Linked DNA regions of Bicyclus anynana: region 1 is linked to region 2. Evidence: chromatin contacts called from public Hi-C data. All regions are on one chromosome and are shown on one strand. The core of a region is the stretch at or near the end of the contact, and the rest is flanking DNA. Distances in the headings are between cores, read along the strand shown.

What was found. A called contact is a pair of places that touch in the nucleus more often than the background predicts.
Region 1: a Hi-C map of whole larva shows a contact between it and region 2, with 2.8 times the contacts expected there. The contact joins the enhancer-like site here to the promoter of LOC112046850 in region 2. A contact is called at or near these places in 2 of 2 Hi-C or Micro-C datasets (whole body and whole larva).

Annotation. Positions count from the first base shown.
Region 1 is chr22:4,533,865-4,537,025 of ilBicAnyn1.1, forward strand. The region is part of intron 4 of LOC112046850 (neurogenic locus protein delta); the gene reads left to right. Among protein-coding and RNA genes, the nearest start is that of LOC112046842, 30 kb to the right of the region's middle. Within about 2 kb of position 1,462, at least 4 of the 8 cell types and tissues checked have open chromatin away from gene starts, as enhancers often do.
Region 2 is chr22:4,492,928-4,496,049 of ilBicAnyn1.1, forward strand. It overlaps LOC112046850 (neurogenic locus protein delta), which reads left to right and starts at 1,339. Exons shown (of 7, transcript XM_052888366.1): 1 at 1,339-1,657. The coding sequence starts at 1,610.

The sequences.
Region 1 (3,161 bases), core at 212-2,711, 41 kb after region 2:
TAATACAACACTTAAGTGTTTATGTAAAACCTTTAATAAACAGTTTCTTTTGTTTAGTTTTTTTTTCATTAGGATTTCTTTTTACTGGTTGGTTCAGTGGTTAGTCTAAGTGGAATACGAATCACGAGGTACTGAGTTCGAGTCAAAAAAAATTCATTAAAAATTCTGTCTTATAAAGTTGGTTTTACACCCTCGTGCCTTAGTTAGGGAATCCCGAGCATTATCATGAACATCTGATGGTCGTTTGAAACATTATCACCATTGGAGCGTGATGGGTCTTAGCTCTAGAACCCCTCCTATGCATGGATTTGTAGTGAAACATCAAAATAGGTTAAATGATGGTGCTGTTTTAGTTTTAATATCAAAGTCAAAATTAATTTATTTCAATTAGGCTTAGTTTACAAGCACTTTCGAAACCTCGGGTTAGGTATTATTAGATAATGATGATAATAATTAGTCTAAAACTTGAAATAATGTTACCACAACAAACTCAACCAGGTTTTTTTTTTAGTTTATCACCATTTAACAATAGGTATATAAGTAGCCAGTCATGTAGTACATTTAATTTCCAAGCTTTTTTAATGTTTATACTATAATCAATAAACACTATAATACGACTTTTCTATAAGCTTGTGTTTAAATTGTATAACATTACAACAAGTTGTTTGTTATAGTACACACACAATATGACATAGTAGACACACACAATTATTTTGTACACACATTATATTGTTATAGTGTCTACACACGTCTTTCACGCTCAGCGGTGAAAGCCGCGTCATTACGGAGATTAGTATGAGTGATTAGATCGCACCCACTTTTACCAGATCCGCGGAGCATTTGCAATTTTAATGTATCGGCGAACGGATGGCCGGCAAACAAAAAACGTCGCAACGTCATTATAACGTATGTTAAACATATCGGGTTCTCGTGTAGACAGAGAAATGGATAGACGAATAGATCGCATTCCCTCAAAAAGTAAAAAATTGTGTGCGGACTCTTTCTTTGTAAAGAAAAGAATGAAATGATGTGTGCCGTTTTATCGAACACAACCGACAAATCAAACAATTTTGACAATTTATCAATTAATTTTTATGATTTTAATAATAAAAAAAATGTAGTGTAACACAAAAGTAGATGCTCAACTTGTTGCGAATTATAAATAACAAGTTAGCTTAAAATATATTACTGAAAAAAAATACATTATAGTGTGCTGTGATGTCACAATCACGTCAAAATCGAATACGCTTAATTTTTAAATTTTAATAAAATTTCTTTCAACGCTAATAAGTTGTCTATTTATTTCTCTATCTATGGTTGTCGTATTGTAAAACAAAGCGGTGCGTCTCGAGATGCATTGTGGCGGGCGGATGTCGCGTCGCAATCTCTGCAGCCCCACCTGCCTTCGCGTTCCCACACTCCGGCGCCGCAAAAAAACACGCCGGAAAGAGACGGAAACCGCCGCGCTCGTAGCGCGCTGTCCCTTTCACACGCCAGGGCTGCTCTCTACAGCTATGCGATCCTAGTACCACGCGACGGGATAACCACGAAATCACAATGTTCTGGGTTTTAAGTAAACTGTTGCGGTCGACAAATATGCCGATGATTTTCGAGCGGGAAATGGCTAGAGAGATAAACTAAAATATACTTTCACCGTAATTCCGCTTGAGGAAGCCCAAACCATGTTCCCGGGAAACGATTATTGAAATATAAAAGCGAGAGACGCGGCCGTAATGAAATGAAAACAACGCTATACACAGCGCACACATACACAGCGAACCGGGTCAAAAACACCTTTAAACGAGAACCGAAGTCCACACCAGTCGAAACAAACTTCGTACTTGACCGTGTCAAGACTCGCCTCACATCTGCCCAACGGTATCCCGCCTTCTGGGAAAGCGTAACTATCCCGAAAACTTATTCGCATGTCCCGACCGTATTATCCGCGCCGTCTCCTCTTCCTCCTAATGATAGGGTAAACATCGCGCGAGGAGCCCTTTACGGCCGCTTAATTTCGCTTAATCGTTAGCGAGAGTGAAGTTCTCACGAATATTACCTTCTGTGCGATGCGAATCCCACGCGCACCTAATTTCCGCTTAGAATAGAAACAGATGTCGGAACTGTTAAATATTTGCTCGGTCCCTAACACGTGCATCGTCCTCGAGGAAGGACGCTTTTTGTTGTCTGACCTTAAAGAAATACGAAAAAAAGAAAAATCATTTATTTCAAAAATTGTACCAGATTTAACACTATTGTAGTGCTTGATACAGACTACTTAAGCAAGTCAAAACCCAATAGTAGTCTAAGCATTGTCATATTTGGCACAACCTTGAAAAAGGATCCAGCTCAGCATAGTGCTGTACGAAAATAGACATACAGCGCCGATTTTCAGCTGATTACCTTTAAATAAAGAACTCTTAGCGTTGTCTTCGGAAACAGCGCAGTTTTACGTCCCTCGGCATTAGAAATCGATACTCGTCGATAATAATTAATAGCTCGGGGAACAGTAAACTTTCCGCCCGCGCTCACTTACCCCGATATTAGTTTGAAGTGTAATTTTTTACGACTCCCGTTTTACCTACCGTTCAAGGGTTATGATAAGGCAACTCGAGCCACGAGTGGATCTTCCTCGGCACTCGAGTGAACTCTTTGATCCGCCGAATCATGGCGCCCGGCATTCTTTTCCACTCTTTATATGCATATAAACTTTTATTTAACAGTAAAAAGGCCATGAGAATATGAAGTGATTGTTCCGAACAACAAATTTCACCTGCGAAAGTACCCCACTCCGCGAAAGCGGATTATATTTTCAATTTATCTACGATCTCCGTATCATCGTTGTGGTGAATAATACGATATAATTCCATCAATTTGGCGGAGTGATTCGTAAGCGGCTTTGCGAGCGCTCCCACTAAGTTTGGGGCTTTGTTGGAGTTTAAAGCTATATTACGTCTGGAGCGGCGAGCGAACTGATCTCCTTTATGGCGTTCGGTTCGGAAATCCAGAGATATAGCTTCGCCGTTTCCTCGTTCGATTTAGAACCCGAGAGCGAGCGTGTTGCTATTGAATAGCTAATGTGAACAAAATGGCGTCTTAGTATTTTTCTAGCGAGTTAGGGGACTAGTAACGGTCGAGTGACGGTTAAACTCCCCGCGCTATCT
Region 2 (3,122 bases), core at 89-2,588:
AAAAAAAAATTTAAAAAAAAGATTCCGACGAATTGAGAACCTCCTCCTTTTTTGTAGTCAGTTAAAAAAAACATCGATAGATAAAGCTAAGTATCTTTTTTTTTTTCATCAAAAAGTTTTGCACGCATTCACAATCAGCACACTGCCACCGAATTTCATTTATCCCCCGGCGATTAACAAAAAAAAACCGTAATCACTTTAAGAGAATAAAATTATATTAGTTTATTAGTGCACCCGTCCAGCTGAAAAAAGAAATAAAAAAGATTCCGACGAATTGAGAACCTCTTCCTTTTTTAAGTCGGTTAAATAAACATCGATATTTAGGTATAGCTAAGTATCTTTTTTTTTTCATCAATAAGTCTTGCACGCATTCACAATCAGCACACTGCCACCGAATTTCATTTATCCCCCGGCGATTAAAAAAAAACCCGTAATCACCCCAAGAGAATAAAATTATATTATTTTATTCGCGCACCCATCCAGCTGCGTTCTATTAGCAGATTTTGAGCACAATTTGCATACGTGAATGTACGGATAGCACGCGAACCTAAATTAATGTATCGAAATATAATTATGGCGATTTTATACGTTTTATATCGATTGGGAACGGAAACGTGGCTTTTTTTTCACATCTACTGCTGACTAACTGTTTAGAGATTTTGTATCCTGTATCAGGTAGGTGTTATTACATTTTACGTTCAGAAATTGTCTTTTTAACTTATTTTATAGTTGACCTTTTGCGGCAAATAGCTGCATCATTCACTATCAATCATCAAATTAATAATTAGTTTGGCAGGAAGTTAGGTACCTATCTACCTACCTACTAACATCCTATTAAGAAGGCGGTCACCTAGTCTACCAAATGTTTATTTTTAATTAGTTTAAATATTTTTCCTCAAATATTATTATCGCCCACCAAATCTCCTAGTTACCTACGTGTAGGTGGGCACCTAGCCTACCTACCTACCTTCCTGTTCAAAAACTTACTGAAATCATAAATTTAAATTTTCATCAACCTTGTATTTAAACTTTTGTTCTTTAGATATCTAAGTACTAAAAGCACTATACATAAATATGTAATACGTAGGTTACCTATTATATTGAACCAAAGTGCAATTTAACTTGAAATGAACTTATACAGTATTTTTTCTACGTGCTTTACTACGAGCACGTGTCCAAGACGTTTATCAAAAGGCAGACGGCTGTTTTCCGTATATTTTCTGGTTGAAGGCCCGCGGGGCGCGGGGCGCGGGCGGCGCGGCGGCGGCGGCAGATGCGCCGCGCAGCGCCATCTAGCGGCGCGGCGGGCGCCAGGTGTGCGCTGCCCGCACCGCGGCCGCCACCCGCCCTCAGTCCGCCGTCACGCACCGCCGCGATCACACGTCAGCACGGCTGCTGCACGCCGGCCGCACGCGCGCGATTCGAATTTCGAACGTAGTGCACGAAACTCCGCGACCGGTTCCCGCAGCCGATCAGTGACACCTCTAGTGTTGTGTGACTTGCAGTGAAACTCAGTGCAGCATGTGCGAGTGATGGATTACTCCGCCGCCGTCGATCTGTGACGGGTTTCGGATCCCGTGTATGCCCAGGCGCCGGTGGTCGCGCCAGTATGCGCGCTTCCGCGGTGCTCGTCGCCCTGCTAGGGTTTCTGCCCCAGGTACTGGCCGCACGCCGAAACCGCGAAACCCCGTTTGTTTACGTCCCCGAATGTATGCGAGCGAGCCGATCGCGAATCGGCGGTTACGGCACGACACTCACTTTCCCACGAGCGCAAAGAGGGCCTAGATCGTCCTGGATACTGGCCGGCGAGGGTGTAGGTTAGCTCGAGTCGTGACCGGCGCGAGGCGCTTGTGTGTGTTCAATACGTTTACCGAGCAAACACTCGGTGCATAGTTATAAAGAAAGTTCAGGTTTTAATACAGCCGGCGCGGGGTCAGCAAGGTTGCGAGCCTCTTCGTTTAAAATTAGATGCATACCTCGAGATGATTCCGATTTCCCAAAAGGACTAATTCCGCGATGCGTGGCCGGGAATAGCTGTAGACAGGCCTGTATCTGCTACGGGGATATTTCGGGCACTTGCATTGATCCACTTTTCGTTCAAAGTTAACTTTGTTTGTAGCGAGCCTAATTTTTGGGGTCGACGGCAAAGTTTGACTAAGATTGTACTAAAATAATAATAATAAATCAGGAGGTCAGTGTCCTTTAAACGGTCAAGGCTATTACTCCTAAGGGTCGTACAGATGTTAGTAAACTTTCCTGACTTATAATCAAAAATTCTATAATCTTCCTAGTATCAAAGGTTTATTTGTTATTTATTAACTCAATGATCATCAACCTTTATTAAATTATTAAAAAAGTTATGTGCCTATTCGCACATAACTTCGTGTTAGGTACTTAGAAACAATAAATAATATCTGTATTTGTATGCATCTAATAAAAGTTCGTATTATACAACCCAATAACTACATAATTAGGTAAGACAATCAGCCTAATTTAAACTAAATTGTTAATCTCAATAAAATATCCTTAAACAGTAGTAGATCATAATTCATAATGATTAAAATTAATTACATACCTCGTACGTCTTCGATAACTAATTTTCTAACAGTTTAAAGACTTCAATCTAAACCGATACAAGGTCTATCCGATTTTATTATGTGTAACACTTAACTAGTTAACATGTAATGTAACACATTCGTACCAACACACTGACAGACTGTTTCAATTACACTACAAACACTAACTCGAAATTCTTGGCTGATTCAACGTAAACTAATATAAACCAATCAGTCAAAATCTAAACCACATTTAGAACTAAATTCCATATTTAAAATTATCACGCAAATTAGGCAAAAACCAAAAGCTAATTAAATAAAATAAAAAATTCGGCACAGTTAATACTAATTACAAAAATCAGGGGTCCCAAAGACCCCAGTTCCATTGATTTGTTGTTGACTTCACCCGCATTAGGGATTTTAACCCCCTGCGCGCGCGCTGCACTAAAACTAATAATTTTTAACTCATACAACATCATTTTTACACACACATTAAAATTATTAATAGGTAGGTAAACTTGTCTAAAAGGTCACTGAACTTGGCTAGTCGTGTGATTTTCTTGCACT